Linked DNA regions of Mus musculus: all the other regions are linked to region 4. The links are chromatin contacts, called in public HiChIP or PLAC-seq and promoter capture Hi-C maps. All regions are on one chromosome and are shown on one strand. The core of a region is the stretch at or near the end of the contact, and the rest is flanking DNA. Distances in the headings are between cores, read along the strand shown.

Evidence for each region. Promoter capture Hi-C pulls out the DNA fragments that hold promoters and counts their contacts. HiChIP or PLAC-seq counts read pairs in DNA pulled down with a chosen protein or histone mark. Capture Hi-C pulls out chosen DNA fragments and counts their contacts.
Region 1: a promoter capture Hi-C map of liver shows a contact between it and region 4. The contact joins the promoter of 4933413J09Rik here to the promoter of Pde12 in region 4. A contact is called at or near these places in 3 of 39 promoter capture datasets (embryonic stem cells, liver and stem cell-derived epiblast-like cells), 5 of 115 datasets of contacts at active chromatin or transcription factors (the SCID.adh cell line and embryonic stem cells) and 1 of 9 other capture datasets (liver).
Region 2: a contact with region 4 is called in an H3K27ac HiChIP or PLAC-seq map of stem cell-derived neural progenitor cells, with 3 times the contacts expected there. The contact joins the enhancer-like site here to the promoter of Pde12 in region 4. A contact is called at or near these places in 3 of 39 promoter capture datasets (the C10 cell line, the HPC-7 cell line and cranial neural crest), 17 of 115 datasets of contacts at active chromatin or transcription factors (the HPC-7 cell line, bone marrow-derived macrophages, craniofacial prominence and 10 more) and 3 of 9 other capture datasets (adipose tissue, liver and macrophages).
Region 3: an H3K4me3 HiChIP or PLAC-seq map of embryonic stem cells shows a contact between it and region 4, with 20 read pairs. The contact joins the enhancer-like site here to the promoter of Pde12 in region 4. A contact is called at or near these places in 4 of 39 promoter capture datasets (embryonic stem cells, liver and stem cell-derived epiblast-like cells), 2 of 484 Hi-C or Micro-C datasets (B cells and the G1E-ER4 cell line) and 4 of 115 datasets of contacts at active chromatin or transcription factors (the 230-238 cell line, embryonic stem cells and stem cell-derived neural progenitor cells).
Region 5: a contact with region 4 is called in a promoter capture Hi-C map of neural stem cells. The contact joins the enhancer-like site here to the promoter of Pde12 in region 4. A contact is called at or near these places in 7 of 39 promoter capture datasets (the C10 cell line, the HPC-7 cell line, cranial neural crest and 3 more), 2 of 484 Hi-C or Micro-C datasets (embryonic fibroblasts and gonadal supporting cells), 15 of 115 datasets of contacts at active chromatin or transcription factors (the SCID.adh cell line, T-cell acute lymphoblastic leukemia, bone marrow-derived macrophages and 11 more) and 1 of 9 other capture datasets (adipose tissue).

Annotation. Positions count from the first base shown.
Region 1 is chr14:26,355,942-26,362,178 of GRCm38.p6, forward strand. 4933413J09Rik (RIKEN cDNA 4933413J09 gene) reads left to right here and starts at 1,606. Exons shown (of 8, transcript NR_038005.1): 1 at 1,606-1,734.
Region 2 is chr14:27,047,058-27,052,738 of GRCm38.p6, forward strand. All of the region lies in intron 1 of Il17rd (interleukin 17 receptor D), which reads left to right. Among named protein-coding and RNA genes, the nearest start is that of Il17rd, 11 kb to the left of the region's middle. Within about 2 kb of position 3,839, at least 60 of the 459 cell types and tissues checked have an H3K27ac peak or open chromatin away from gene starts, as enhancers often do. A contact at or near this core is called in embryonic forebrain, neural tube and stem cell-derived neural progenitor cells, where this site is marked.
Region 3 is chr14:26,375,032-26,380,610 of GRCm38.p6, forward strand. 4933413J09Rik (RIKEN cDNA 4933413J09 gene) reads left to right here. Exons shown (of 8, transcript NR_038005.1): 4 at 1,231-1,327. Gm52114 (a long non-coding RNA gene) reads right to left here. Exons shown (of 4, transcript XR_003951124.1): 4 at 3,083-3,229. Among named protein-coding and RNA genes, the nearest start is that of Gm52114, 13 kb to the right of the region's middle. Within about 2 kb of position 4,225, at least 30 of the 459 cell types and tissues checked have an H3K27ac peak or open chromatin away from gene starts, as enhancers often do. A contact at or near this core is called in embryonic stem cells, where this site is marked.
Region 4 is chr14:26,665,174-26,671,275 of GRCm38.p6, forward strand. Pde12 (phosphodiesterase 12) reads right to left here and starts at 4,673. Exons shown (of 3, transcript NM_178668.3): 1 at 3,075-4,673; 2 at 1,205-1,283; 3 at 1-794. The coding sequence starts at 4,379. The coding sequence ends at 352. Mir7672 (microRNA 7672) reads right to left here and starts at 4,435; the gene lies at 4,374-4,435.
Region 5 is chr14:27,072,779-27,078,824 of GRCm38.p6, forward strand. It overlaps Il17rd (interleukin 17 receptor D), which reads left to right. Exons shown (of 13, transcript NM_134437.3): 2 at 3,573-3,630. Among named protein-coding and RNA genes, the nearest start is that of Il17rd, 37 kb to the left of the region's middle. Within about 2 kb of position 1,708, at least 15 of the 459 cell types and tissues checked have an H3K27ac peak or open chromatin away from gene starts, as enhancers often do.

The sequences.
Region 1 (6,237 bases), core at 356-2,855, 310 kb before region 4:
ATGTGCCTCAGCAATAGAATAAAACTAGGGCACCTTGTTGAGTCGCAGAAGTCCAGGCTATCTGAACAGAGAAGGATCTTCAAATAGTTTTACTCCACCATATTGGAATCCATGTTGGGTTATAAGAGCCTTAAGAAACTGATAAAGTAGGGCTGGGGAGATGGCTCAGCAGTTATGAGCACTGGCTGCTCTCCCAGAGGACCAGGCTCAATTCCCAGTACCTATATGGCAGCCACAACTGTCTGAAACTCCAATTCCTGGGTACCTGACACCCTCACACAGACTTATATGCAGGCAAAACACCAATGCACATAAAATAAAAATAAATGATACGAAATTGATAGAGCTATCAAGCCCAGCCCAGAAAACACATGTTCACAGTAGTGTTGAGATTGTTTCAGGGCTGCACTGACCCTGCTGAAGTTGCTCATGAAGCTACAGCTGAGAACCTCTGGTCTGATGTCTTTCCATCCCGTTTCTCCTGAGGAAATACCTGAGGAGCAAAGGTAGTTGGTTCTCTTCCACCTGAACATCATCATTAGAGGCACAGAGCAACCTAAGGGCAAAGCCTGGTCCTCTTGTTCTACTAACTATTCAGAGTTTGTTTCCTAGTAACAAACATGGTTTCTATCGGAGAAGGAGGACGTTTGAGATGCCTTTGCTTTGAGACAGTGCCATAGAAAGATTTCTTGGCCGGCCTTAGAAAGTAAGCCAGCGGTTGCAATGCAGAACTTTGCAGTCTTCCCTGGGATGCAGATTCCGTTCCAGGTAAGCAGTTGTGCAAAGAGAGAGAGGGTTGTCAGAGAAGGTCTTGAGCTGAAGTCATTATGGAAAGCAAGGTAACTCTGTGATTTGCTTGTGATCTCTGATTTGTGATCTTGGGGCGACACCAAGGAGCACTTTTCTTTCCAGAAATCTCCAAGAGCCCACAGCAAACACTCCTTATGCACATCCAGGTCCTGCAAACATCCACTGCCTTTGACTCTGGAGCTCTGATACAGGTGTGCAGGATGCCATTAAGTGTGCAACAGGTTGGGAGGATTTGTTGGATGTGTGTGTGTGTGTGAAATTCTTGGAATGGGTACTGATTCCATAGAGGTCTTAAATTGGGGATGTCTTAGTTTGGGTGAGAGGCCTTTCCATTGAATCAACGGTTTATTTTAGAATTCTAGGGAAACCCTTGATAATGGGCAGTAGGTGATCAGGTGTGTGTGTGGGGGGGGGTCTTCAAATAGCTTGGGGGCTGGCCTAACTCCTCTCAGCACCTGCTCCTTCAACCAGTGAACTCTGGCCTCCTGAGGCTCCGGAGCGGAGCTGATAGGTCAGGTTCAGGGGCCATGACCCTTCTGAATCTGATGCCTTAGCCTCCAGCCAGAAGGCAGGACAGAGGCAGTGAATGCTGGCAGGAAGTTGTGTTGGCTGAGGTGGTGAGTTCGCATAGCCTTGGGCTCTCAGCCAAATTCCTTTAGCAGCAAATGCAGTTTGCAGGACAGCAAGAAGCCTAGAGGCAGAGTGGGAGTGCCTTTAGGCCAGCCATGCAGCCATCCCCAGCTCCACCCCCTCCTCCTCCACCTCTTCCTTCAGACTCCTTGGGGCAGCAGCCCACTGGGCTACACCCGGGAAGGCAGGATGGAGCCTCTAAGAGTCACCCAAACGTTTCAGCCCCAGGCCTGCTGGCCCTGGCTGGTGGGCCTTCCCGCCTCACAGCTGCCCTCCCCCGAAGACACCGCAAAGGTAGGAAGAAAACAGCTAGGTTGTTACTGGTATCTCTGGAGCCATCTGTCAGCACTGAGCCCCACCAAACGGGACAGGGAGAGAAGTAGTTGAAGGCCACTCTGAAACCACACAGCCGGGAGCTGCTCGCTCGTCCTATGGCAGCAGAGTCTGGCCCAGGCCATGATGGAGGTAGAAACCATGCTCAGATGCAGAGGGAGAGCTGTGCCTAGGCAAATGGCAACAGCTGGAGAAGACAGGGGGGCTCACGGGGAAGCTGCTGCTTCAGGTACACCTGGCCAAGGAGCAGGACCACTTCCAGGACCTGCGCTCTTCACTGAAGAAGACGAAGCGTCACTTGCTGGCCACTCTTTAACTGAAGGGTATCATCTAGCTTTGCCACAGCAAAGGACGTGGGTATCAGTCCCAAGAGGCTCCTGCAGCCTGCTGGCGACCCCTCCTCTCTGCAGTTCACTGAACTTGGCGAGGATCCAGTCCAGGCTATTGCTCTACAAGAGTCAGACCTGTCTTAGCCTACCGTGGAAGAGACCGATGGCATGCCTTGGCCTGAGTTCACACCTCCTGTCTCAGTCCAGAGTGTCTCTGGGGACAACAACACACTACCAAAAGTCTTGCTTCCTATGTTATGATCGCCACCCCTAAAGGATCCTCAGGAGGTCCTCATGTAAGGTGGCTGGGCAGAGGTTGGAGGGCATCCTGCAAGGATGTAGGTCATCCCTTTTGTAAACTCATCATTTATTAGCATTTTGGGAGCCAAAGGTTGCAGTCAGTCAGAAGGGAATCTAGGCCAAGGGCAGAAAGCTTATGTTTTGATCCCTGCTACCCTCACTTGCCTTTTAGGATCACTAGAGCCTTTTCTCTTTGTGTCTCAGTCTTTTAGCTAGCCCGGATTTGAATTATGAAAATTACTCAATTTTCTTTTAGAAACGGCTAGGTCCAGAAAAGCTAAGGAAGTTGCATTGCACCATGGGAAAATCCTGGTAGTTGGGTGAGGCTCAGTTCTCTCCCCAGGAGTCCAGGTCCCTCTCTGGAGGAGAGCTGGAGACTGATTCCTTTGTGGGGTCTCTTTGGAATCGCTGTGTTCTTGCTCTTGAATCTATTATTCCTGCTATCTCAGAACACTGTGGCTTTGAGGGCTTAAAATGCTCAGGAAGGGTTGAGTACCAAGAGTTTTGAATTATTGTTTATTGCTTTATTCGACACGTCCAGAGCCTGGCAACAGCAGCCGTGACTTTGGGCAGGTCCTGCCTGTGCCTTAAGTGTACAGAATAAAATCAATAAAGACAAGCATGTAAGAGGAGAGAGAATGAGGAGAGCAGCAGAAACAACCAACCAACTGCAGCAAAATGCCCTCAACAGCTTGGGGTCAGAGAGCGAAGAGAACCTTTCCTGTGGGGGTTAAAGGCTGTGCTTCTGAAGGAAGTGGTTTTATATGTTTTGTTTTGTTTTTTTCTGTCCACTTGCATCTCCATGAGCCATCTCAAATCTAGCTGAAGGAAACTGACAGCCTAAACAGCCAGCCACATAACAGTCTCTCCTTTGGACTTCTGGCATTCCCACTCTTCTTTCCTCAGACAAGCATCCTATCTCATTCAGTAAATGTGGTTATTAGAGTTTCCCCACAAAGCTGGCAGTCTCCTCAGACAGCCCTCTGAAGTTGCTCAGAAGGGGCTGTCCCATGCCCTAGGAGAAGGACCCCATCAGAGTGAGTTTTCCCTTCTCATCACGTCTATGTATTTTTGAAGAAGGACGTTTGTCAAAGATCTGCTTGCAGGTCTCTCTGAGGAAGTACAGAATTTAGAGGGCAGCTAAGAAGTCCTCACAGGGTTGTACATACATCAGCCCTAGTGTTAATCTCTGGTCTAAAGTTACTAATGGACAGATTCCCACTTATTATGTGCACTCTCTGTACCTGGCATTACGGGGTGCTTCTCTGGTTTGACCTCTAAGGAGATTTTCTTGACCTCCAAGGAAGGGTATAGTATAAGGTTGAGATTCACCCTTAGGGCTGTGATTTCAGATCCATTTCCTCAAATTTCAAAATTCTAAGGGTCAGGAAATCCATAGAAAAATTCTTTCCAATGAAGTTAGGCTTGTTTTGTTTAATGGATTAGCAGAAATTAGGATAGCATTTGATACAGCAAGACATTTATCTGGAGCTATTTGTGGACAGGGGGACATGGTGTGTGAGTTAATGGTTGTGTCTTTGTAATACTGGGACTGGAAAATCACAAGGGTTGGTTTGGGGGAGGCAGAGCTCTTGTCCTGTGTCTGATGTGCTGCTATTGAGCGTATCATACTAACTTTAATGCCTTACTTTAATTTCTAACTGGCTTGTTCCAACCCCAGTGCCACAGAGGGACACCTTAGCTTCTTCATTACATCCAGATCCCACGTCCAGCAGATTAGCAGGGAGAAGACTAGCTCACAGTTCACAGTTAGAATCATTTTGGGAAGTCGAGGCAGGCACTCAGTCAGCTGTCACATTGCACCCGCAGTCAGGAGCAGAGGGGAAGGGGAGTGGCCTTGCTGCCTGCTTGTCTCTGCTTATGCTGTAGCTTGCTTCATGTTACACAGTTCGGGTCCCAGATGATGAAGTGATTCTGACCTCTGAGGTTGGATCCTTCCAACTCAATTAACAATCTATAAAATCCTTCTCAGACATGCCCACAGTCAACCTGATCTACCTAATTCCCCATTGAGCCACCGTCTTCCCAGGTGACTCTAGATCAGGTCAGGCTGATAATAACAACTAACAAGCACACTGCCCAGCATCAGTACCAGCCTTTGAGCCTTACATCTAGAGTCTCCAGTTGGACCATAGGCTGCATGCTCCTAAATATAAAAAGACTTTAAAGGAATTTCCTGAATGTCTTTTGCCCATAAGGAAAATCACAGTATGTGTGGTAGATTCAAGCTCTCTGACCAACTCCATTACCCAGGAGGCACTTCCAACTACCAACTTCCAATACAGTGGACGTTACCCCAGGACACACATGCTGACCAAACAAAATTTAGTCACACTGTGAGCTCCTCTGACCATCTCATACCCCTGTTGATACTTTTTCCTAAGCTGTACCTGGGTATACATCACCAGGATTTCAGCTGGACATTTGTAACAAGATTGGTACACTAGCTAGCTCTCTGGCTTGAGTTATAAAGACTTCCCCTTCCAGTGAAGACCTGCCCTGAAGTTAGTCCTCCTCGGAATTAGAACACTAAATGAGGTGGGGAATTACTCAGTGATTACCACCAGTCTCTACTCTCCTAAGATAAAACCCAAACCTTATCAATGCAAGGCAATTACTCAGCTACTAAGCTATAGACAGGCCTTTAAGTCAAGTCTATCAACAGAGTCATAAGGCACACAGCAAGACAGACTTGACTGTCATTGGGGAAACACAAGATTCATGGCACTTGAGAATGATTTTTAGAGCCAAACCCATCCAGGAGGCCTCTGGTCTTTGACACAAATAACTCTTACGTTGCTGTGTCACATCACATAGTTCATGGGAGGAGGGCACCACTCCTGAATTGACTCCGCGTCCTGTCTGTTGCTGAATGAAAGGACTTTGTGTCACTCAAACAGAAGCTTGTATGATCTTACCAGTGCCCGTGGTCAGAACAAGGCTCATGGCCTCAACAGGAGCTCCTTGGATAGGGAACTGGATAGAGTGTGCTTATTACCTGACCAGTGCAGGTTTTATATTGCTGCCCACCCTGCCTCTGTGTCCATTCTATGTCACTTTGTCCCTGCAGAGGCTCCACAGAGACCAGGACACAACCATGGCTTCCCACTCTTTGGTTATGCTGTCCTTTCCACTGATGGACTCATGTAAATACAGCATTGTTATTTTTTGTTCTATTTGAGAGAATTGCAGTGCTTGTTGTTAAGTTACTTTTCCAACCATGAATATGTAGAACCAAGAAAATCCGCCTCAACGCATTACTAGGGAAGCACCTTGGAATGAATGTAAGGTACAATATGGGAAGACTGGGCCCTGGCTAGGCGCACTGTCTATTTGAACTTAAATGCTGTACAGAGAAACTTTCCAGTCTGTCCTCAACCCGGCTTTGCCAGTTAAGCTTGAGTTTAGCACCATCCTGCTTCCACTTCCCAATTGCTGGGATTCCAAGTGGGGCCATCAGAGCCTGTGAAAGTAGCAGGATTTATGGTGCCCTGGCCGTCCTACCTGCCAGGCCATCACAATGCATGATCTCTGGCTGCTTTTGCTTTGCCTTTGCCCCACCCCACCCCCACCCCCCAGCACATAATCTCAGTCTGAAACCTGCAAGGCCTACAATCTATCTGCCTTCGGTGGCTGTAGTGCAGACTGGAGGGCACCGCACTCAGCCTGAGGGCGTTTTTGTCTTGGTGGGTGTTCCTCTGCTAGCCGCTCATCACACTTTACCGGAACCTGATGGAGTAATGTGTCTTACCTACTGAGGCATTGTGGGAATGTTTCCAACATGTAGGCACATGGCTTCTCTGAGTGTACCCCT
Region 2 (5,681 bases), core at 2,589-5,088, 380 kb after region 4:
GCCTCGAACTCAGAAATCCGCCTGCCTCTGCCTCCCGAGTGCTGAGACTAAAGGCGTGTGCCACCACGCCAGGCGGCCTATATGGTTTAAAAACTTTGCTCCTAGGATTTTATTCCATCCAGGTGGTTTTGGGTTTCTGCTCCCCCAACCCCACCTTTGCAGGCAGTACAATGAAGGCCAAATGTAGAGGCAGTCAGCCTGCATGGCCTGCTGCGTGACAGTTTATGGCCTCCTTATGGGGTATACACATTTGCTGTGGGTGGGGCACTGACATTCTCCTGGTTAGAATTTATTTTACTTGCTCAGTATCCTAAACTCTAAAAGAAGATGTGTTTGGAGGCAAGAGTTCTTTCTCCTCCTCCTCCCTCCTCTTCTTCTGGTGTGTTTATTTGTTTTTGTTTGTTTTTGATTTTATAGGTAGAGAAAGAAAACCTGAAAACACCCAGTGTTGTTCTGTCTTGTGGCAGGGATGGTTTCTGAGCCGCAGCGCTGAGCCTCTGCTCCTCCTGCTAACTTTACAGAAACAGGCCTGCTGCTCCTCAGGCCGTGGTGACCCCTGCAGAGCAGTTCAATAACAAAACAGTGGTTGAGGCCCTGCCTGCAGGCCACCTTGGAAGCAACTCCTGCATCCTGTTCTGCCTCAGTTTCCCCAGCTTTTGAGGAGGCCCGTCTTTCTCCATGCAGTTTCTCTGGATGTAGATTTTCCCTGTGCTCACAAAGCCTGCGTTTGATAAAGTCAACACCAACCTTGTCTCTACCCTCCAAATTAGTGAGAATGCAGCCAAGCTATGTTTGCAGCCTATGCTAGCCTGTAACTCACTAAGTAGCCTAGGATGTCTCAAAGTTCAAGCCTTCAGCCTCCTTAGTCCTGATAATACAGGTATACGCCACCAAGCCAGGACTTGAGTAGGGGGTGCTGTTAGAGGAAAGCCACGTCTTGTGGTGCCTGATGCTTTCGAGAAAAGGAGTATTGGGATAATTACTCATTCCCCAGAAAAATGTAAATTATTACTGCTGAGCACCAACTAAATATTCTGGATTGGTTTTTTTTTTCCTTTTTTTACCCCCTTTTTTGAACCTTAGTAGTGGCTCTTACTCCTGAGAACATTCTTCATAAAAAAGGTACAGATCTCATTTTGTCATGATAGTCCCCCTCTTGTGAATGTGGCTCATTTTTCTGAGGTCACATGATGGCCCAGGAAAATCAGAGGTGTTCCTTGCCTTTCGGGGCCAGGGGGGAGCTTTGCTGGCCAGCTGTGGTAATGAGTTTTTGTGAGCTTTGATTTTCATGCCTCACTTCCCTGTGGGAGGAACTGGATATTTCTGATCTTACCTCTGCTCATATTCAGATCCAGCCAAGCAATCAGTGACTTCCCGGGCTTTTTTGTGGGAGACTGTGGGAAAAGTCCTGGTTGGCTGGCTATGAATTAATGAAATCCTTAGAAGGCTTCGCTAAAGATCGCTCCTGTGGTTTGGGAAACAGAAAAAGAAAAAGAGAGAAAGAAAAAAAAAGGCATTGCCTTTTAATTTGAGAAAGAGGTCATGGAGTTTTACCAAAATTAAGTAAGAAGAAAGAAAACCGGACATCTGGCTGTGGTAGCCAAAGACTGCTTCATGACTGCGGGTTCCCTGTGCATCTCCCTGTGGGGCTTGCTGCCCAGCCCTCCTTGCTGCCCTAGATGCTCAGCCTTGCATTGTTCACCTCTTGGGTTTTGAAGTCATTGAGAGACTGGAATTCCACTCCCCACCACTTTTCACTTGAGTGCATTTCCGGTCCATCCCCCTAGCTGTCTTCTTTTTCTTAGTCCGTGGTTTTAAAGTGCATGGTTTTCCAAGTTGGCCAGGTCTAGTGTAATCCTTGGCTTTTATCCTACTTAAAAAGGCTAGGGTAGATGATGCCGGGAGTTTGGGCAGGAGGGGGGAAGCCGGATGGATGTTGAAGAGCTCTAAAACATCTTTAAAATTAGTAGGAATTCTGATAAGAGAGCTATAAATTGCTGGAGACACCTAGGAAAGGGCAGAGGATTTGCAAGTGACCTATGACTTTTAAAAGCAGAAAGGTTTAAAAGCTGACAGGTATAGTACCATATACCTGTAAGCCTAGAAGTAGAGCCTTAGGCCAGAGGATGGAAAGTTCAAGGCTAGCCTGAGCTACATCCAGCCTGAACCACACAGAGGAATATTGACAAAAACCAATGCAAAAAGCAAATAAAAGGAGAAACAATATCTATCTTAACTGTATGTTATGTACATACCCCAGCTAAGTGACTGATAAGCCAGTTTGTGTTATTTAAAAACATACAAGTATTCATTTGGTGTTGCCTGCATTCACATTAAATTCTCCTCGTTTTCTTTTCCTTTTTCTTTTACTATTTTTTTTTTTTTTCTTTTGCTTGTTTTTCAAGACAGTGTAGCCCTGGCTGTCCTGGAACTCACTCTGTAGACCAGGCAGGCCTTGTGAACTAAAGATGCCGCCACCTTTAGTTAAATTATTTTTCTTTTTAATATTAGTGTTGAGATGATAACTGTAGGCATCTGCAGCCAGCCACCTGTATGTGGGGGTTAGGGTGGGGTTTCTGTTGTGTTCTTTCTCCACTCTTTAGTATTCTGAAATCAACTCTGGGAAGGCGGGCAGAGTAGGAAAGGAGGGAGTGCTTATGTCATTGGGCCTCAGTCCCTCATTGGCTTGGGTTGTTTTTATCACCTTCCGTGCAGAAAGGGTTCTTTCTGTTCCCATGTTCAAGGCCCTAAGCCGTCTCTCCAGCCTTCCATTGTAGATAGCAGCTGTTAATAGATATGGGAGTTTTCTCAAGCATAAGCCAACATTTATTTGTTTGTAAATTAGAATGGTTACAGTTAGAAGTCTTTCTAGCAGTTAGCATTATCTTTTTTTAATATGTAGTGTTTTCAATTAGGGCTTCTCTTTGACTTTATTGAAGGTCTAAAGGAAGTCAAGGGTGTCCTGGGTTCTCCTGTAACAAACCCTTTCCTGTGCTCTCTGGAAAGTAGCCGCACTTTCTCGACGCATGAGGCCCCTCTGCCAGTCACGGGGGCTTGTGGCAAATGGTGGTAGATGTTGCCTTCGGTGACTGGGAACGGCAAGTGTTGAATACCTCGATTTGGCTCCAGCAAGTTCACGGCTGAGTGCTTCTTCACACCAAAATCCAGCCATTTCTTTGTGCTAAGAAAACACTGAACTCTGTTTCCAGCAAGCCTGGTCCACTCAAAACACATCCTCAGAGTCAGTTTCCAGCCTTTTGGAGTGCCGTGATTGCCTTTGCCTGAGTTATTAGAGTCTCCTTCACACAGTTCCTTTAGTGCAACTTGAATTACTATCTTATACCTAATTACATGGCTTTTCTTGCTGGTGTTTGTCCCTCACAGACTGAAGGCCAAGACCTGTAAAGTTAATATTGGTAATTTTTCAAAGTAAGTTAAAATGTCAAAAAGCGACAAGTTTTTATTCTTACAGGGTACCAGGGAAACGACAGACAAAACCCCCATCTATTATTCATAAGTCCAGGGGGACTGTGAGGGCGCAGGGAGGCCTATGTGCCTGGCGTTTGTTCAGCTCCAAAGACTGGGCCTCCTCCCCTGCTGTCCATGAAATGTCATGTGGCGATGTAATAGTGGGACATTCAGTATCCGGAGAATGGACCTCAGAGGTCCAACTTTGCTTTTCACTTTCCTTTTCTGGCACCAAGTCTGCGGTCTTCTCAGTGGCCTGACAGTGAAAGGCCAGAAAGCAGCGGCTATTCGGATGCTGACAAGGATGGAGTACATGCGCGGTCCTGTGGGCCGCCCGGGACCCCTATGCTGGAATGTACAGCAACACAAAGGCCTTGTGAGGGGCACTCAGGAGGGGCAGCAGCTTAGCTTGCCTTTGGTGGGCCTAGTTTGTTCTGATCCCAGGAAAGACTTCCTGTTTCCATGGTTACACCACCTCAGGTTTGGTTTGGTAGGTCCAGAGTGCAGGGTGCTTTGATTTCAGAATTAACTGTTTCTGTGCAGAGGGAGGCGTTGAGGTCAGAGAGCAGGGGCCATGCAGTTGCCCAAGGTTCCCTGTTTTCTCTAGATGAAGAAAGCTCAGGCGACGTTTGCTACAAGACGAGAGTTTGATTCATATCAGTGGGTTTTGATTGGGAGCGGCTGGAAGGGATTTCTGGAGAGACTTCTGGTGGTGGCAGCCTGGTGGTGGTAGCCCTGAGTGGGTAGCAGGCCCCTTTTGCAGCCCTGCAGCCCAGTAGCCCAGCACGGAGGAGAGCTATCTAGCAGTGAGCTGCTGCATCTTAATGTTGGAGCTTTCCAATGCTTTTCAGCTCACTTTCTGCTTCACAGAGCCCGGTGGCTTCATAAATCTGCACATGGGACAGTTTGCCCCCAGACTCTCCCAGACATGTGATTAAGCTCTTGGGGTGCTCCTTGAAGATAGACTCTGAATGCAACTACTATTGTGCATGCGAAAGACTTTTTCTTTTTCATGCCATAATTTGATCAAAGCAGTCTAACCTGCAGCTCTGTTTTTGGAGCTCACGGATGGTCTGTGGATAACATTACGTTTTTTCAGCATGAAACCCAACACTTCAAATCCCTAAAGCAGTCTCAAATTTATGGTTAATAAAAGCATTTATTGTACTGGATGTCATCTGTTATATCACTCTGGGGCTAGAAACTGGCAAGCACTGGACAGGAAATATTTTCATTTCAAATCGCTTCAATCTTATGGTCTAGGGGCAAAAGTGTCTGATTTCAGGAAAGCCACAGTGAATAGCATGGTAATGAATGCATTTTTAGCTGATTAAGCAGGCGTTCTCCCCTTGCAAACAGTCTTCCCTCTTTGGCTTGGTGGGGCTAAATAAACATGGGATATTAAATGATAGTACTTTCCCCCCCTATCGACTAATGTCTTCACTTTGATCATCTTAAGATTTTAGCATTTTCCAGGAATCCTGAGCGGGGCAGTAACAAACCCAGAGAGAAAAGCTGCTCTATTAGGGCCTTCTTGTTACTGCATCTACCTGACTTGAACCTTTTCTTTCTTCCTCTCCTCTTCTCTCCCCTCCTCACCTCATTTCTTCTTCCCCTTTTCTCTCTTCCTTTCTTTTGAGGTAGTCACCCTATGGAGGCCAGGCCTGGTCTACAAAGTAAGTTCCAGGACAGCCAGAGCTACACAGAGAAAAACCCTGTCTGGAAAAACCACCCCCCCCCAAAAAAAAAAAAAAAAAGATGGAAATTGGTACCTTGCCCTTGGGATCAAGAAGTTAGGAGGAAACTATGTTTCCATTATTGTTGTTTTAAAGGAAGTCTGAAGTTTCATTGTAATCTGAGACCTGATCCACCTCATCCAACAAGTGAACAGCAGGGGTGAGGAGAATTCTCTGCAGAGGAAATCTGTGGGATGTTGTATTTTAAGTCTCTGTACCACGGTGGGGCTGTCCTATGCCTTTGAACATGTCGCCTCCACCATTGTCACCCGCAGCCAGAGGCAGCTAGGTGATTCCTTGTTTTCTGGGTGAGAATTCTCTTGCAAAAGAGAAGGAAGGGATTAAGATGGCACAGAGGAGGTGTAACTTGGAGGGGCCTCTTCTCCCCCCCCCATCAAAGCTGCACCCCCCCCTCCCAACCAGTTGTACTTGCCCTGTTCTCCAAGCATCCAAATGATGTGGGACTTGAGCCACATT
Region 3 (5,579 bases), core at 2,975-5,474, 290 kb before region 4:
GCTCACTCCGACACCGCTCATTCCAGCCAGCCCCACTTGCTCCAAACCTGTTCGCTCCGTATTATGTCTAAGTACAAACACACCAGAAGAGGGCATCAGATCTCATTATGGATGGTTGTGAGCCATCATGTGGTTGCTGGGATTTGAACTCAGGACCTTTGGGAGAGCAGTCAGTGCTCTTACCTGAGTAAGAGTACTTATAGAGAGAGCCATCTTTCTAGCCTGGTTCCTGTTTTTTAATCTAGCCTGACAGATACAAGCATAGCCTGAGGCTCCCAGTAGTTGAAGGAGGAAGGCAGGCCTGCAATGTGTCCGGTCAGCCACATCATCAAAGTTGAGCTCACAGTGGTCTTCATGGAATCCATGTGCACAGTCACAGAAGTGAGCCCTAGAGCATCCTGACACATGGCACCACTTTCATCACCTTCTAACTAAGTTCACACAGAATAGTCTTGAGGACAGACACACATATATCTTCCTATCTCACTGCAACATACAGCCTCATTCATGCTGCGATCAGAAACACATTCATCAGCCGGGAGGCAGAGGCAGGCGGATCTCTGAGTTCGAGTGAGTTCTAGGACAGCCAGGGCTACACAGAGAAACCCTGTCTTGTAAAACCAAAGAGAGAGAGAGAGAGAGAGAGAGAGAGAGAGAGAGAGAGAGAGAGAGAGAGAGAGAGAGAGAGAAAGAAAGAAAGAAAGAAAGAAAGAAAGAAAGAAAGAAAGAAAGAAAGAAAGAAAGAAAGAAAGAAAGAATCCACTTCCAGGTCACTATGCCCACCTTGGTATCCAGGCACACATAACCAGGAGTAGCCATTGATTCCATCCTGGTACACGGCCACATTGTGGCAGGGGCTGGAAGCACACTCATTGTCCTCTGTCTGACTTGCAGAACCTTCCAGCATATCCAGCAGGGCTGATACAGATGGGTGCTCCAGGTCTTTATGGCAAGTGCCCCATGCTGGCAAATGTTTCCTCTGCAGGAATTAGTGGCAGTGTCACAGGTCAGCCCTCTGAACCCAGAAGAAGGACATTGGCATAGGAAGCCCCTCTCCTGGGGTGGTCACACAAGTGGCAATTCCTTGGCAGGCATTGGAGAAGCAAGGGTCTTGTCATTGATTTGCTATTTTGGTAAGGTTGTATATAATGGCTGCTGTTTTTAAGCCCCCATTGGGTAAAATTACTGTTTTATGAATGAAAAAGCAATTTCCCACTCTTCTCTCTTAAGGACTGTCTGGAATCAGTTGCGGCATCACAGTCCTGTAACACCAGAACTCCCAGGCAGAGATGGATGTCTGCAAGTGCCAAGTGGCTTGGTCTACACAGTGAGTTCCTAGCTGGGGTTCATAATGCTACACAGAGGGGTGATGTCTTGCGTGTAGATGGTCTCTGTGGATACTCCCTTGTGAGAGCAAAACTATCTCTACTATATCTCTGAGGTCATATTAGCTAAATATACTAAATGTTACTAAAATACAATACTCTATATACTCAGGTTCATAAAATGATCAAAAAGACCAAATTAATAGAAGACATAACTGTACTCCTCTAATACCTTAAGAGATGAAAAATTTAAGTGTGTATAGAAGAAATCAGAAAACCCTGAGCTATCTGCCTCTGGTTTTCATGAAATATAGCATTAGTGATAGATGCATTGCAGAGACAATGACTTCCTCGACATGTAGGGATATAGTTTTGTTTTTCTGCTTTTGTTTGTTTGTGTTTGAGATTTATTTCATTCATTTATGTGTATGGGTGTTTTGCATGCTAAGGGCCTGTGTACCACATGCATGCAATTCCCACATGCGCCAGAAGAGGGCAATAGATTCCATCTGGAACTGAAGTTACAGAGGCTTGTTAGCTGCTCCTTGGGCCCTCAGGGAGAGCAACAACTCCTCTTAAAGGGTGCTCATCCAGTCCCTGCACTTGGCTTTTGTCCTTCCAGCCATTTGTTTTATAGTAGATGGTCTAGATCACTTGCAACAAATGAGGGAGGTTTCTGGAGATCTGCAGGGACAGGGGCATGAGGTGTGCATGCTAATTGCCTTTGGCTACCAGATACCTAAGCAGGGTATTCATGTGTTCAGGATCCTGCTCCAGCATCACTTACTGTCGGGGTTGGAGCAGGTCTGTCATGTCTCATCTAGGATGACAATGTAGATTAGGCCCATCAGATGAGATGCAGAACTAAGAAAACCCTGCTGGTGTGGTGCAGGGTAAGGAACCCCTTTAGATGCTCCAACCAGGCAGTGTTGAGAGGAAGCTTCAGGAAAGCCTGTGTGGACATAATCTGGGGCAGAGGCCACGTGCCTGAGCTGGGGGCTTCTCTGTGCAGGGCTAAGAAGAGAGAGTAGTGGTTGATGCTGCTTTTTACCACAGCAGCCCTCAGGGTATATCAAGGAAGTGTTTGTTCAGATGACTGATTTATTCTTGGGGGGATTTCTGGGTTAGTGTATGAAGAAAGTAATCCTGGGGGTCCCAAGACTGGTGCTGTCAAACCAAAGATACAAAAATCTACTCTTTATAAATAAAGGGCATATATACACACAAGGAACACCAATATAGATACATAGTTCTTTCAATTCTATGGCTGGTGTAGTCAGCTGGCCAGATGGCTCAGCACAGAATAGTACTTGTTTCCAGGCCTACAAACTTGATTTTCTTCCCTGGGATTCACAGGGTTGACAGAGAGAACAAACTTCCCACAAGTTTGTCCTCTGTTCTTCATGTGGATGGGGCCACCAGGTCTTTGTCACAGAAACGGAGCATCGGGAATTACATAGCATTCCTCATATGAACTGGAATGTCTCCGTCTGATGCCCTCAGGAAGTTACATCACAGTGTGTTCCAACTTTTAGTAAAATTGCCTTGTAGAGAAGTTATAGAAACCAAGACTGCTGCCATCATCAGTGCATCCCCTGAGAAACAGGTGAAGGGGAGGTGGCCATTGGAAATCTGTAGCTGAGCTGGGACTGTTATGAGACCACAAGGTCTTCTCTACATGCCTGGTGTAGTAGCCCGGGTTCTCTAGTGTTCTCTAGTGGAACAGAACTTACAAAACGACTCTCTCCATATATAGGAAAGGCATTTATTAGAAAGACTTACAGGCTGTGGTGCAGGTAATCCAACAATGGCTGTCCATGAATGGAGAGTCCAATAGGAGAGTCCACAAGGCTGGATGTCTCAGCTGGTCTTCAGTATATGCTGGAATCCTGAAGAAGCAGGCTCTAATGCCAGTGAAGGAATGGACTTGTTAGCAAGGTGAGAGCAGGTAGGCAAAGAGCAACTACTTCCTCCTCTGGGTCCTAATATAGGCTTTCAACAGAAATGGCCCACATTTGAGGTGGGGTTTCCCAGCTCAAAAGATCTGGTTTGAAGGTCTTGACTTCCTACCTTCAAGGTCAGGATTCGATATAGGTCTTCCCACTTTAACTCAGCACCAAATTCCCTCCCAGGTGTACCCCTCTATTGCTGGGTTTGACTTAATTCCAGATGTAATCAAGTTAATAACCAATCATAGCCATCCCAAATTCACCCAGTGTCATCTTGACACACAATCATATCTCCTGTGCCATTATTAATTTCCAAATGAAGACAATTACCAGGTCATAATTACACCTAACATGATTCATCTATCCTTTCTCCAACCAAAAACGTAAGATAATCAAGTTGACAATCAAAAATTGCCATCCATCACATCTGGCTAACCATTTTTATTGTCTATCTCTGATTGTCTAGCAGTGACCTGTGATGAAAATCTAGTTCCTGTGGCCTGGTGAGCTTCAGTGTACCTTAGAGGCTACCTTAGTGAGGATGAGGTGGCCTGGTGGATAGACAGCTGGCTGGACCTGATCACTTGACATGCCTTATGCTGTTACCCAAACTCTTCCAAATTGACAATTGTCTCTACCTCCACTCAGAGTCAAGAATGCTAACACTTGTAGGTTCAGGCAGACACCATCTTCAAAACAGAAGGGACCTGAAGATGTAAGCATTTGTTGAGGCTGAGAAGTACATTTTTGCAACAATCAGTCCCCCTGACAGTAAATGATGGACAGTGAAGAGGCAGGTAGAGGATAACTACACACTGTCCCGTGGCTTCTTAGGTTTTCTCATGGTTTTCCCATTACCAGGGAGTCTTTGGATCTGGAGTCCATACAGCACAGGCGAGCAAAGAAAACAGCTGCGTTCTTGGAGGCTGTTCTCTTGAGACAATGCACCCTTTATGCTGAATCTGCTGAGTCAGATTGCCCCAGGGTCAGGAAGAAAAGTCCAAGGCCACATTCCCCTCAATCTAGAGAACATTCCTGAGGCCATTTTCTCTTCCCTCCATAGCCTGCATGGATTACTCTGCTTCTCTTTGTTCCAAGACAATAAAGTGACAAGAAGTAATGATCTAATCTCTCTCTCTCTCTCTCTCTCTCTCTCTCTCTCTCTCTCTCCCTCCCTCTCTCTCTCTCTCATCTGTGTACCTCAGGTTCACATCTTTAATGGCCCAAGTGCTCTAAGTCTCTCAATAACTGCAAGTAACAGTAGTTTAACCTGGCATTGTGGCACATGCCTTTTATACCAGGGGAGGCAAAGGAAGGTACAGCTCTATGAAATCTCTATGTAAACCAAGGCCAGCCTTGTTTACATAGCAAGTTCCAGGACATTAAAGCTATATAGTAGGACCCTGCCTCAAAGAAAGGTGGGGGGGAGAAAGAAAGAAAGAAAGAAACAAACAAACAAACAAACAAACAAAAGGCCAACTAGCCTGAAAAGATAAATTTTACTGTTAAACATGAAAGTGGGTTTCTCTAGAATTAGATATGGCAAAAGAAAAAGAAAAATAAGAAGATGCCAACATATTGGAACAATATTTTCTACAATACTTAAATAGTTCAGACTTTCATTATTTGATTTCCGTCAGGTTGCTAAGAAGCTCAGAGTGTCCACAGAACTCATATCTAGAGTGACTATGAACTGTTTTCCTTCTATGCTGACAAAGTTTCACTTTATAGCCCAGGCTAGATCTCCAAGTCCCAACATTTAACCATGCACTTTGCTCCTAGGAAGGTCAGTATCTCCCAGGGTTTCATATAATTATTTATGTTTGTAAGATTAAATTATGATAGTGAGATATAAAGTGTGGCTGGTAGCTGGGTATGGTATACACACTCAGTCCCAGTCCTTGGGAGGGAGACTGAAGCAGGAAGACCCTGACCTTAAGACTAACCTGCATATACTACATAAAAAGATTCTGTCTTCTCTGTAAACAAACAAACAAAAATAGTAGGAGACAGAAGGAAAGAAAAGGCGGGTGAGGAGGTGAAAGGAAAGAGAGATGGTTGAGGGACAGACTGGATAGAAGGAAAGAGAGACAGGAGAAAGAAAGGCAGAAAGGGGGAAAGGAGAGGAGAGAGCAGAGAGCAGAGAGGAGAGAGCAGAGAAAAGACAAAGAGGAAAGAGACAGAGCGGAGAGGAAGAAATAGAAGAGAGGGGAAAGTGGGAGGAAAGGAGAGAAAAGAAAGCTTGCAAGAGAGATCCTTGTGTTAATCACCGAAAATGTGAAAAAAAAAAAACTCACAAAACTTT
Region 4 (6,102 bases), core at 3,423-5,922:
ATTCAATGTAAAATGTGCTGTGAAAGAAAAATTGAGATTATTCAAATAGTACTTAAAAGTCGTAATTACCAGCTTAAAAAAACTTATAAAATGTACACAATAATTCAATTTTCTTCTTGCTAGTCATAAATATGTTTTCCTCTAAATGTAGGGAATTTTAAAAAGGAGGATAACGATATTATATGATGCAAAGATGAATTAGTTCTGTAACAAAGCCGTCTGGAACATAACCAGTAGGGAATGACCATTGAGTCTGGTGTTGCCTCACTGAAGGTTGATATATGGGCTTTGTTTCATATTACATTTTTTTGGACAGTTCCTAGCTTCCTTTCAGAGTTAGTGAAGTAAAATCTATTTCCATTTTAAGTCACATACAAGTGCTATGTGATCAGAAGGATGAGAAACACTAGGTAAGGCCTGGTGGGTGGTAACTTCTTCATGACTAGGTAATGGAATCACCTGTTCAACCTCTAAAGTATTTAAGTCAATGAAAATGTAATCTAGACATCCGTGAAAGCCACCGACATAATTTGTGTAGGCAGGTTCACCACAAGCACTCTTCAGTTTGAAACAGTGTGAGAGAGGCATGCTGCATCTCTCCTCTTCCCCATTGGAAGCCCAGTCTTCATGATCCTCTGCAATGCTGCCACTGATGACAAAATGATACATGCCTGTTGATGGTGTACTATTAAAGTCTCCACAAAATATAACTGGTATGCCAGGATAGAGATCACGTGAGACATGTCTAATATGAACCAAGGCTACTTCCATTTGAATGAGACGAATGTATCCACCTACAAACAAACAAACAAACAAACAAACAAAATTAGTGCTAAGTATTTTTTAAAGCACCTCCCACCCTGAGAGCACATTGCACCCACAAATCATGGTACCTGAATTACATTCAACACACACACCTTACTTTTGATTTTTTGATAAGAGTTTTGAAATCCACGTTGGCCTAGAACTTGAAATCCTCCTGCCACAGCATCCTCAGAGCTGATTACATGTGTGTACCACAACCCGAGCCCTATCAAACTCTTATCTTGAATGTCACTCAGATTCTACAGGCTATTATTTCACCTTTATATTTAGCCTGTGTGTGTGTGTGTGTGTGTGTGTGTGTGTGTGTGTGTGTGTGCGTACAGCTTTAATAACATTGAGTCTCAATGTTTAAGTCATTGTAAAGCTAAAGAAAACCTACCTTTTGGGTGCCAGTAGAGATGGGTATTAGCAACACATATCTTTTTGGAAGAGTCTGTTGTAGACTGAAGAACTGAAATCTGTAATAGGAAACATCAATGTTCAGTTGGTGTCTGCCGATCTCCTGAAAGTATTTTTGGTTTTGGTGTTGGTTGTTTGAGGCAGTTTCTCACTGTATACTCCTGGCTGTCCTAGAACTCACTATGTAAACTAGCCTGGCCTTGGAACTCATAAAAGTCATCTGCCTCTTCCTCCAAAGTTCTGGGATTAAAGCAGGTGCCATAATACCTGACTCTCAGGCTGAGCTATTTCATTCCACAATCTCTTGAAAACTAAGACACCAAGTTTTAAATCTGACACTACAAGTTTTAAGGTATGTAACATGAGTAAATATAACATTTTAGTAACCATCCAATATACACCATTATGAAAAAATACATTGTAGTTGATAAATTTAAGATTGAACTGTTTCTGCCAGGCAGTGGTGGCGCACACCTTTGATCTCAGCACTTGGGAGGCAGAGGCAGGTGGATTTCTGAGTTCGAGGCCAGCCTGGTCTACCGAGTGACCCTGTCTCGAAAAACCAAAAAAAAAGAAAAAAAAAAGATTAAACTGTTTTCAAGTGTGAAAGCACTTACTTGTCCTGGAGTCAGATCTGTTTGAACAGTCTAGCATTTACAGCACTGTGCCTCGGAGTAAGGTAAAGAAACCATATCACCTCCCTCATAGATGTGTGTATTCAATTAAATGAACTTACATAAGAGTGCACAGAACACAGTGGTGCTTGAAAATGGGTAGACATTCCTTTACTCAGAACAAAACCCATTACATAAAAAACTCTGAAAATGCCCTTAAAGACGATGAGCTTAGTAGCACACAACTTTAATCCCAGCACTTAAGAGGCAGGTGACTCTCAGTGGTTCATGCTAGACTGGCCTACATATCCAGTTCAGGACATCCACCGATACACAGTGAGACCTCATCTCAAAAATATCAACAAAATTCAACAAAGGAAACAAAATAAAATAAAACAAAACACAAACCCACAGATTAAAGCTACGTTCACACCCTGAACAATAATGCTAACATTGTCAAGTGGCTATGAATCCTGGCTTCATACTTCTTTCTATCTATCTATCTATCTATCTATCTATTTAATATATGTGAGTACACTGTTGCTGTCTTCAGACACACCAGAAGAGGGCATCAGATCCCATTCTATCTATCTATCTATCTATCTATCTATCTATTTATTTAATATATGTGAGTACACTGTTGCTGTCTTCAGACACACCAGAAGAGGGCATCAGATCCCATTACAGATGGTTGTGAGCCACCATGTGGTTGCTGGGAATTGAACTCAGGACCTCTGGAAGAGCAGTGAGTGCTCTTAACCACTGAGCCATCTCTCCAGCCCTTCATACTTCTTTCAACTAGCATAAGGACATTAGGAACATTTTCTCATTTATTAAAAAAGGATAGTATCTGTAAAAACAGATAAGCCAATTACTTTTTCTTACACACTAGTTAACAATAGAGACGAAACATCTTAAAACAGGAGGGACTTAGACTTGGGAGTGCTTTAAAGTGCTCTTAAAACGGTACGTGACAAGTTACTATGTCTACCTGGATTGTAAACACTAAGGAATGTCTCTATTCATCTTGTTGAAGGCAACCTGCGGCAGGATAGGCACACTAGGAGAGGTTAAAATGTGCTGAATTAAGGAACAGGCTACACTTTCAAGATGCTGGAGCAAAAACACTTTAAAGAAATGCGTATTTCCAATGACGAGTACTAATACCCAACCCCCTATACTCCGGCAACCCCTAATCCTGGGCGAGTATGAAGAAAACAAGCAGAGCTACTTGACCTGAAGGACAGATGACCTCTGGAGGACCTTCTCCTGTGCTAATGGGTTCAAAGCCAGCTTCTCTAGTAATTCTTTGTGCAGTGGGTCCGACTTGAGGGCTTCTTGAAAAGAGATGTCATGTTGACTAAGGAGCCTGAACTTGGACTTCCGGTAGAAAGTGGCCAGGCCTTCGTGCTGCTTGATTCGGAACACGCCCTCCAGCCCGAAGGCCTCCAGGGCCGGTACCAAGCTGTCGGAGAACACCGCGCGGTCCACCTCCTGCAAACAGATGAGGTCTGCGTTGTAGCCTGTGAGCTCCTTCTGTATGAGATTCTGGCGGTAGTCAAGCTCCAGGGCGTAGGGGGCACAGTACGGGTACAAGACCGTCCGAGAGAACTCAGTCTGGGCGTACGTGTCTGCCAGGATGTTGTAGGAGACAGTGCGGATGAAAGAGTCCTCCGTCACCTTCTTGGTGTACAGATGTCGATGGTCAAAAGTGCAGGTGCCAGGCCCGGCCTCCACCGGGCACAGGCTTTCTAGCTCCCGGCTTGGCCCGAAGCGCTGCCCATTGCCCGGTGTACAGTGAAGCCGGAGCCGGAGCCCGATGTCTGCATTGCACGGGGTGTAGACGCGCTCGTCCACACCGGTCTCGATCCAAGCTGAAGGCTGCGAAGAGTGAGACGAGGACGCGGGGCCGCTGTCCCCAGGTTCTGCCGCCCCGGGTTTGACTTCCTTGTACCAGCGGAACACGGAGCTGGCGGGATCCCCAAATTCCACGCCGAGTTTGGGGCACACAGGGAAGCCAGCCATGATGTAGCGCGGCAACTGCAGCTCCGTGAAGGTGGGCGGGTTGCGCTCCACCTTGTACTTGACGTCGCCGATCTGCAGCACCGCTCCGTCCTGCCAGGCGTCCACATTGAGCACATCCTCGGCCACCGCCTCCTCCCGGTAGTACAGCTTCACCACCGGCTCGCAGGTCGCAACCGGCTCAGGCCCTGTAGCCTCACAGGCCGCGCCACCGCTCGAGTGGGCTCGGTTCTTCCTGCTCTTCTTGGCGGCCGCTACCTTTGCGTGTCCCTTGAGGGCGTTGGTAGCGATCCGGCTGAGGGCCCGGCCCAGAGGCTCGCTCTGGTCCCTCTGCATGTTTTTGTGGCTGCCGTCGGCCAACGCGAAAGACAGGCTGAGCTTGGGCTCCGAGGGCACACAGCGCACCACCGCGCGCTCCATGGCGCGCACCGCCTCGTGAGTCCCTGCCTCGGCCCGGCTGCGCCGCTCCACCACCGACCGGACCCCACGAAGCGCGCTGCGGCCCGGGAGCCTCCACATGAACCTGGCAGCCGACGAGATCAGAGATCCAGAGTCGCCCGCTGTCAAGTCCACCGGGAGGAGCGGCCGTGGCCGGGTACAAGACCCATTCAGACCGTGGACTTCCGGTCGGCGGCAAGCAGAAGCCGGGGTGTGAGCATCAAGCGCGCGGTGTTCCCGACTCGCACTTTCGCCAAGGCCACTTGCCAGCTCCTTCTTGTCTTGACCGCCGGTCTCGAGTTTCGAGCGCCTTGGTGTTTTTATTCAACATGGGTAAAAGGCGAAGAGTGAAGGAAATATAAGAGTGCCCGAGGGAGCTACCAGAACCCGAAGTTTTGTTGAAAGTGTAGGCTGAGGGCGGGAACAATAGGCTTACGGAACCGGAAGTGACTGGGCGGTGCCTCCGGGAAACACTAGGCTTTCTGTCATTTCCAGTTGCTCCGGTTATGGCTGTGTGTAGGCGCCGGCCTCCTCCCCAGGATTGCAACGTCCGCTCTGCACAGTTGGCGGACCTGTTCCCTGGTCTTTCGAGGTGTGGCGGGTCGAGTGAAGCTAAGCACGACAAGTGTGGAGCTTGTGGTAGCTAAGGAGCTCCGAGCCGCCCGCCGGCTTCTTCCACCAGCTTGTGAGCTCTGAGGATACAAAACACAAGATGCATAATGTACTTGAGCCTCGCGCTTTTGTTGTTGTTAGGTTTTGAGGTAGGTTTCCTATCCGCCTTGGAACCCAGGAAGACTGAGTCAAAGCTACACAGCATAGTAAATGATAGAAAAAGTACAGACATGTTTTCGAAAGCTGTTAGTGGTTTAAGTAGTAAAGAGCTTGGAAGACCTTGTCTTTGTAGGGTTGAAAGGTTTAGCAAATAAAATTATAGGACTCAGGTAAAACTTTAAGAACTCTTTAAACGAAGACGCTAAACCCCTCCCCATTTTACTTAATTTGAAGATTAAATTTCGCCGAGAGTTTTATTTCTTAATACGAATGATCTTGGTTTATTTGTAGACCAAAACGAAGTCCTATCTGACTGGAACAGGGAGCCCCGGGAGTACTAGTCTGTAAGAAAGACCCTTCAACTCTACTGAACTCAGATTGTCAGGCCTGGCAGCAACTTTACCCATTGAGCCATTTCGCCAGCCCAGACCTTTTGTTTGCACGGTCTTTTATTTTTCAAGAAGTATTCTGACAATGTCAAATCTCGTGGAAAGCTTGTTTTTAATCCACAAGCTTGAAAGTAATAAGCAAATGCCTTTTTGTTGTTTTTGGTTTTCGAAGCAGGATTTACTTTGTGTATTCCTGAGATCTGCCTGTCTCTGCCTCCTGAGTGCTGGGATTAAAGGCATACACCACCATGCCCAGCTGTAAATGCCACTACTGAAGCTATACTTTTATTAAATTGACTTATAGCCCCATTTGTAATTATATAATTGAAACTTGAGAGATTAAGCAATAGTATGATTTTGATAATACATATTGGAGGGAAAGGACTAGGAACACTTTTATTTTTAATATCAAGAAACACAAACTGGCTGGAGAGATGGCTCAGTGATTAAAAGCACTTGACTGCTCTCCTGAGTTCAATTCTCAGCAACCACAGGGTGGCTCACAACCATTTGTAGTGAGTTCTGATGCCCTCTTTTGGTATATCTGAAGTCAGCAACAGTGTACTCATACAGATAAAATAAAATTTTTTAAAAAAGAAGAAGAAACACAAACTAAGGGTACAGTTCAGTGATAAGAGTACTTG
Region 5 (6,046 bases), core at 458-2,957, 400 kb after region 4:
GCTCTGAAAATTACCTTAAACTTCATGGGATAAGATAACACAAATTTTCTATCATTCAGGAGGTCAGAATTCTGAGTCTCAAGCTACTGATGTCAGTGTTGGCAGTGTTGACTCCGTGGTGCGGCGGGGAGAATCCATTCCTTGCCTGGCCCACCCTCTAGAGGCTGCCCAGTCTTTGGCTCAATAGCTCCTTCCTCTTCTGCCCTCAAGTATGTGATTCATTCTGTCTGCAGTCAGCCAGTCTCCCTCTTCATCCTCTCTCTGCAGTCACATCTCCGGTTTTCTGATACCAGCCCTTCAGGGTCTTCTAAGAGTCCTCACATCCCACCAGGATGACCCAGAACAGTGTCTCCATTTCAGCATCTCTGAACTTACTGGATTTGCACAGTCCCTTCCACTGTACGTAAAATAAGTCTCAGGTTCTAGGGCTTGGATGTGGGCGTGTTTAAGAGGTTTTTATTTCTGTCTGTCTTAATATAAAGGATAAACTGTTGTGAGCTAGCCTGGGCACAGTGTTTCTATGGCGGCTCCTGTGGAGCAGCTAAAACAGTTTGGATGTGAATAAGGGCAGCAGCCCCGTGGAAGATCTACTGCTCACATGCCGAGAGTCTCGAAAGAACATTAAAGGACTTAATACCTGTCAGAGGTCTTTAAAGTACTGGCAAGAGCTGGTAGCCAGGGAGGTACCCTGTTTTTGAGCTTCATTGGTTAGTTCCAGGGCTCCAGTTGTCTGTAGAATTAAAATCTCCACCACATTTGTGTTCCCAGAAGTGCCACACTCGTGGAATTGTATTGACTCCAGTAACTGAGTGGCCAGTGAATAGACAGGCAAACTGTGTGACCAGACTAGATAAGTCAGGCCAGTGAATAGACAGACAAACTGTGAGACCAGACTAGATAAGTCAGGCAGCCTGTGGGAGCAAGGCCTGGGTGATACGAAGAGAAGGGGATTCTGGGGAGACAGGAGTGCCTGAATGGAGTTGCAATGATTTATGGGGTCATGGCTGGGGTGGGGGTTGGTTGGGGAGTTAGGCAGTTAAGGTCACAGAATATGGTATAGTGGGAGCTGGTGAAAGACTGAGACTTTGGGAACAAAGGAAGAAAGATGATGGACATGTTTGTACCTCATCTTTATGCCAAAGCCACTTGAAGTCAAGGTCTGGGTCTGATTTGTAGCTAGACACTCAGTCCTGAGGGCTCAGCTCAGGACACATGGAAAACACCAGTGGGTGATGGGTAGGTGCCACACACTAGTCTCAGTGTCCTGGAAGCCAGCTCCCCGAGCCTCCTTGGACAGCTCCCCACATTTTAGAAACCTTATTTAGATTAATTTAGTTTTTTTTGTGCAGGGCACAGCACATACACAGCCTTTGCAAATGCCTGCTAAATGCTGTCAAAAACATGCCTCAATTGAAATGGAGGGGGAGCAAACAGAAGATAAGGGGAAAGCCACCCAAGGTCCCACAAGTCATGTACTTACTTGGTCACTAGAGCCCCTGATACCTGCTCTTAAATAGAATGTTTTTCCTGTTAAAAAATACTTCTATGTGGCTCCACCCTCTTCTCTGTCTCCCAGAAGGAAACTGCTGTGTACATTCTTTTAAAACAAACAAACAAATAAAACCATTCTGATACTGGATACTCTAGCATCAGGAGAGGGGAGCCGTTTCCCTCAGTTGCCAGCTGTGCACACTGACCTTGGCCTCTCCGCTGGTTTTCCTGTCTGGATGCTGCTCTTTTCGTCAGTGTTATAGCCCAGTTACCAGCCTCTCTCCTCTCAGGCTCCGTGTAAATCTTGTATGTGTTGTCCCTACACGTACACGTATTCATCATCCTTATTCACGTTTTGCCTTGCAGAGGAACCCTGTGTTTCTCTGCCGCTGCCTCTTTCTATTAGCCCTATGTGTTTTCTTCTCTAAATGAGGAATGCTTGGTGGGCAAGGGGTTTGCAGTTTACCTGTATCCAGTTAGTCACCTGTGAAAGGATGAGCAAGCAGCAGGCAACTTCACGTGGGTTCATTGCGTACTACCGCACGTACAGTAATGCCTGGCTCACCGTGGACCGTGAGTTTGTTTATATCCTGAGGCTCTGGAGGAATGGTGTGGTTGGCAGTTTTGAACATTCCTAGAGGGCTATGGGAATTAGATTGTCCTCTTCCTGTTTGTTACTTGGGTCTCTGCTTCCTAGAAGCCAGGCAGCTTCTGTTTGCACAGACCTGACACCTATGGAGTGATGGATGCTCTTATTTCACTGTCCAAAGTTTCATATCCTGAGATGAGTTCTGGAGTCTTACAGGATGCAGAGAAGAAAGGGCAGGGATAGGAAGCTGGAGCCCCAGGGGCTGCTTGGGGCGTCTTGTTGGGTTAGGCTTGGTACTTTTGCTTTCTATTCTTCACTTGGTGTGTCTGTGTGTCTCGTGCCTGCCTGGCTCTTTTCTAAACAGCCGTGATTTTTTTTTTCCCAAGGCCTGTGTATATCTGAAGTCAGGGATATGGTTTCAGTGGGCGTGCCTGGCTTTGGGATAAGCTGCGTGAACATGGCTGTAGCATATGGAAGTGATGGGGCTGTGGCCTGAAATCCTGCGCCCATCAGAAGTGTTCTTAATATTGTGTCTCAGTGTAACAGTTGCCCATTAAACACCAGGCTGCCAGCATATGGTTTTCCCCAACATCTTCCTTGTTAAGTGGAAACTTTAGCTGTGTGGTTAAAATATTTTCCCATCATTTAGCACTTTAGAATGAACATACTTTGCAGAATTCCCCAATTAATACCGAATGGCACTTTTGCAGATTATTAGAGAGAGATTTAAACAGAATCTTAGACCTGGCTTGCCAGACCCAGAGCAACCCTTTCTCCTCAGGATCAGCTTTGGGTCAGGAAGAGGTGGGGTCCTTGTGCAGATCTGGTGCCCCCTCTGTGGCTGCTGTCATTAGAACGGGAAGTCTGTTGGAGTTGTCACCCTACCATTAAGGCTACAGACGACTAATGGCCACATCACTGAGAGTTAAGAGTTGAACCTTTGAAAGTCTTTTTTCTTTTATGACCCACCCTGTGTATATCCAGCATAGGTATGGAGGCGAGGCAGTGAAGAATTTTCTCATTAAAAGTAATGGCTTATTCCCACGTTCATTCCTGGTCTTGGAGTGAGAACTGTTTTCCGTGGACTTGAGGAATTGCCTGTCTTGCCTTGCTAGAGCTTTCGGATGAGGCTGTCTGGTGGGCGAGTTTAATAGCCAATCAGAGGATCCAACTGGAAGGACTCCATCTGGCAGTCTTGGTCTCTATCCTAATTGTACTGCTAATGAATTATTTAACCCCTAAACAGACCAGTCTGTTCCTGTTATCTTAGGCAAAGAGTGCCCAAGATCCCTAGTGGGCAGCATTCCCTTGGACTGGAGGGTGTTTGGAGTGGGTGGGTGGGGTCATGGGGTAGTGCAAGGAGGAGCGGGCCTGTAGTACTGACCTGACCCTGGGCCTCTACAATGCTTTGTGTGTTTAGATTCTGTGGGGAATCTGTGCTGGGAAAGTAAGTTGGCTTTACTCTGAGTCCTGTTCTCTTGTTTTCCCACAGGGAGTGGGGCCGGCCAGCAGGAACAGCGGACTGCACAACATCACCTTCAGATACGACAGTAAGTAACCAGTTTGACCCACAGAGTAAGGGGCCCCTTCCAACATCCAAAGCTCACACGCTTGTAGTTTGTTGAAGACATTGCAGATCCTGGGGTGGTTTGAGGACTTTTCTGAGCCTGTTCAGGTTTGTCAACAGTTAAAGCATTGTAGTCTACATCAAGCTGCCAAAGTGTTTGAGAGCTTGAACAGGTCAAGTGTCTTCAACTCAGGATATAGCCTTGTCTTTAAGAGCAAACACACACACAAGTCTGTAGGTCGCACTAGGGGACAAGGATGGAGACTGTGGCAAACTGGGCAGTCTGTCTGATCTGAAGTGGGCACGGCTTCCTAACTCCAGCTCAGTGTGGTCTGCTGGAATTCCCACTGGGAGTGGCCAGATACAGTTTCTAAGAATAGCCAGAAGTTCCAGGAATAACTACCCCACTCCATAAAATACTTTTCAATATTGGCCTTTATTTAAGTTTTTTTTTCCCCCCTTCACAAACAGAGTGGGCCAATCAGATCTGTGTTTCAGCGTTGCCCAGGGGTCTCTAGTTAGCCATCTCTAATGTAGGCCTCAGTACCAAGTTCAGTTTCCTGTGTGACGTGTAACAAGAGATATAACTTGTCCTCAGCATCACTCGGAGGCTGAGATGGGGTAGTTCTTACATCGTCTCCCCTTATGGCAGGCTTGCTGTGGGTGCTCAGGAAACGCTGTCTGCTAGGGTTACAGGTTGGTCCAAGTGTGTGTGGATACAAGAAGCAGCATTTTTGGCTGAGGTTTCCTGACTGGATTGTTTTCTAAGGACAAGGTGACTTTCCCTCTGATTAAACATTTGCAGTCTGTTCTGAGCAGCTGTTGTCCTTCCTCGGAAGTTAGAGCTCCGAGTATTTTCACCATGTAGGCACTGATCTACACATGACTTGATCAGAGAGACCACCACTCCCTTTTGTTGGCTCTCGACTGCTCATTCATCTCTTAGAGAAGATCAGTGGAGCAATGAGCTGTCCTCTGACCAGGCTTGGCTTGTTGAGGTCTTGAATTCAGCCTGACAATGTTGAGATAGGAATACGTGTTTCAAATTCACATCCACAGATGCCAGCTTGAGTATTTTTAAGTTATATTGTAAGACCTACAGTGACGAGCAGGCACTTCCTTCCTGTCCGTGGCGTGTGTATGTTTTAGGTAAACGCCATGATGGGAATGGAAGATTTGCAGGCCTCTGGTCCTTGATTCTGCTAAGTAAAGCCCCGTGTAGAGGACTGCTCTTTGAGTGAGTGATTACTGATCTCTGCTCTCCGCCCCAGTGGGTCTCCTGTTAGAGTCCAGAGCTCATTTGCAAACAAACATTGGGTCTGTGATTTAATATGGATTTGTGTGTGTGTGTGTGTGTGTGTGTGTGTGTAAGCTATGCCTGCAGAACATATCTTATGTTTGTCTCTTTTGTTTTTGATTGTGTGTGTGTGCACGCGAGCTTTTGAGACAGAGTCTCATGTAGTCCAGGCTGGTCTTGAACTCTTGATCTTTCTGCCTCCATCTTCCTGAATTCTGGTTTTATGAGCATGAGCTGCAGTGTCCTGATTTGTTGGATGACATTTTTTTGTCTGTGTGCTCCTTGTCTCCTTCATCCTTCTTTTCTTTCTTTTGTTTTTTTGTTTGTTTGGTTTTTCGAGACAGGGTTTCTCTGCGCAGCCCTGGCTGTCCTGGAACTCACTCTGTAGACCAGGCTGGCCTCGAACTCAGAAATCCGCCTGCCTCTGCCTCCCAAGTGCTGGGATTAAAGGCGTGTGCCACCACGCCCAGTTTTTAATCTTCTTCTCCTCCTTCTCCTCCTCCTTCCTCTTCTTTTTTTTTCACCTCTGGGATGATTCATAAGCACACAGTAACCAAATTCATAACCAACATTACGTTGGAGAGACAGAGTCCTTATATACTCATTTTCTTTCTTTTCTCAAGATTTATTTATTGTATGTATATTTATTTATTTTATGTATATGAGTACACTGTAGTTGTCTTCAGACACACCAGAAGAGAGCATCAGATCCCATTACAGATGGTTGTGAGCCACCATGTGGCTGCTGGGAATTGAACTCAGGACCTCTGGAAGATCAGTCAGTGCTCTTACCCACTGAGCCATCCCGCCAGCCCTCCTTCCTCTTCTTCTTCTTCTTCCTCCTCCTCCTCCTTTTTTTTTTTTTTTTTTTCCCGAGACAGGGTTTCTCTGTGTACCCTGACTCTCTGGAACTCACTCTTTAGACCAGGCCGGCCTCAAACTTAGAAATCCTCCTGCCTTTGCTTCCCAAGTGCTGGGATTAAAGGTGTGTGCCACCACTGTCCGGCCATTACTTTCTTCTTAATTCTTCATCATTTAATTAGAATTTAATTCATGGTTCACTTTGGCTTCTGAAATACTTGAAGTTCAGTTAATTTGGCGC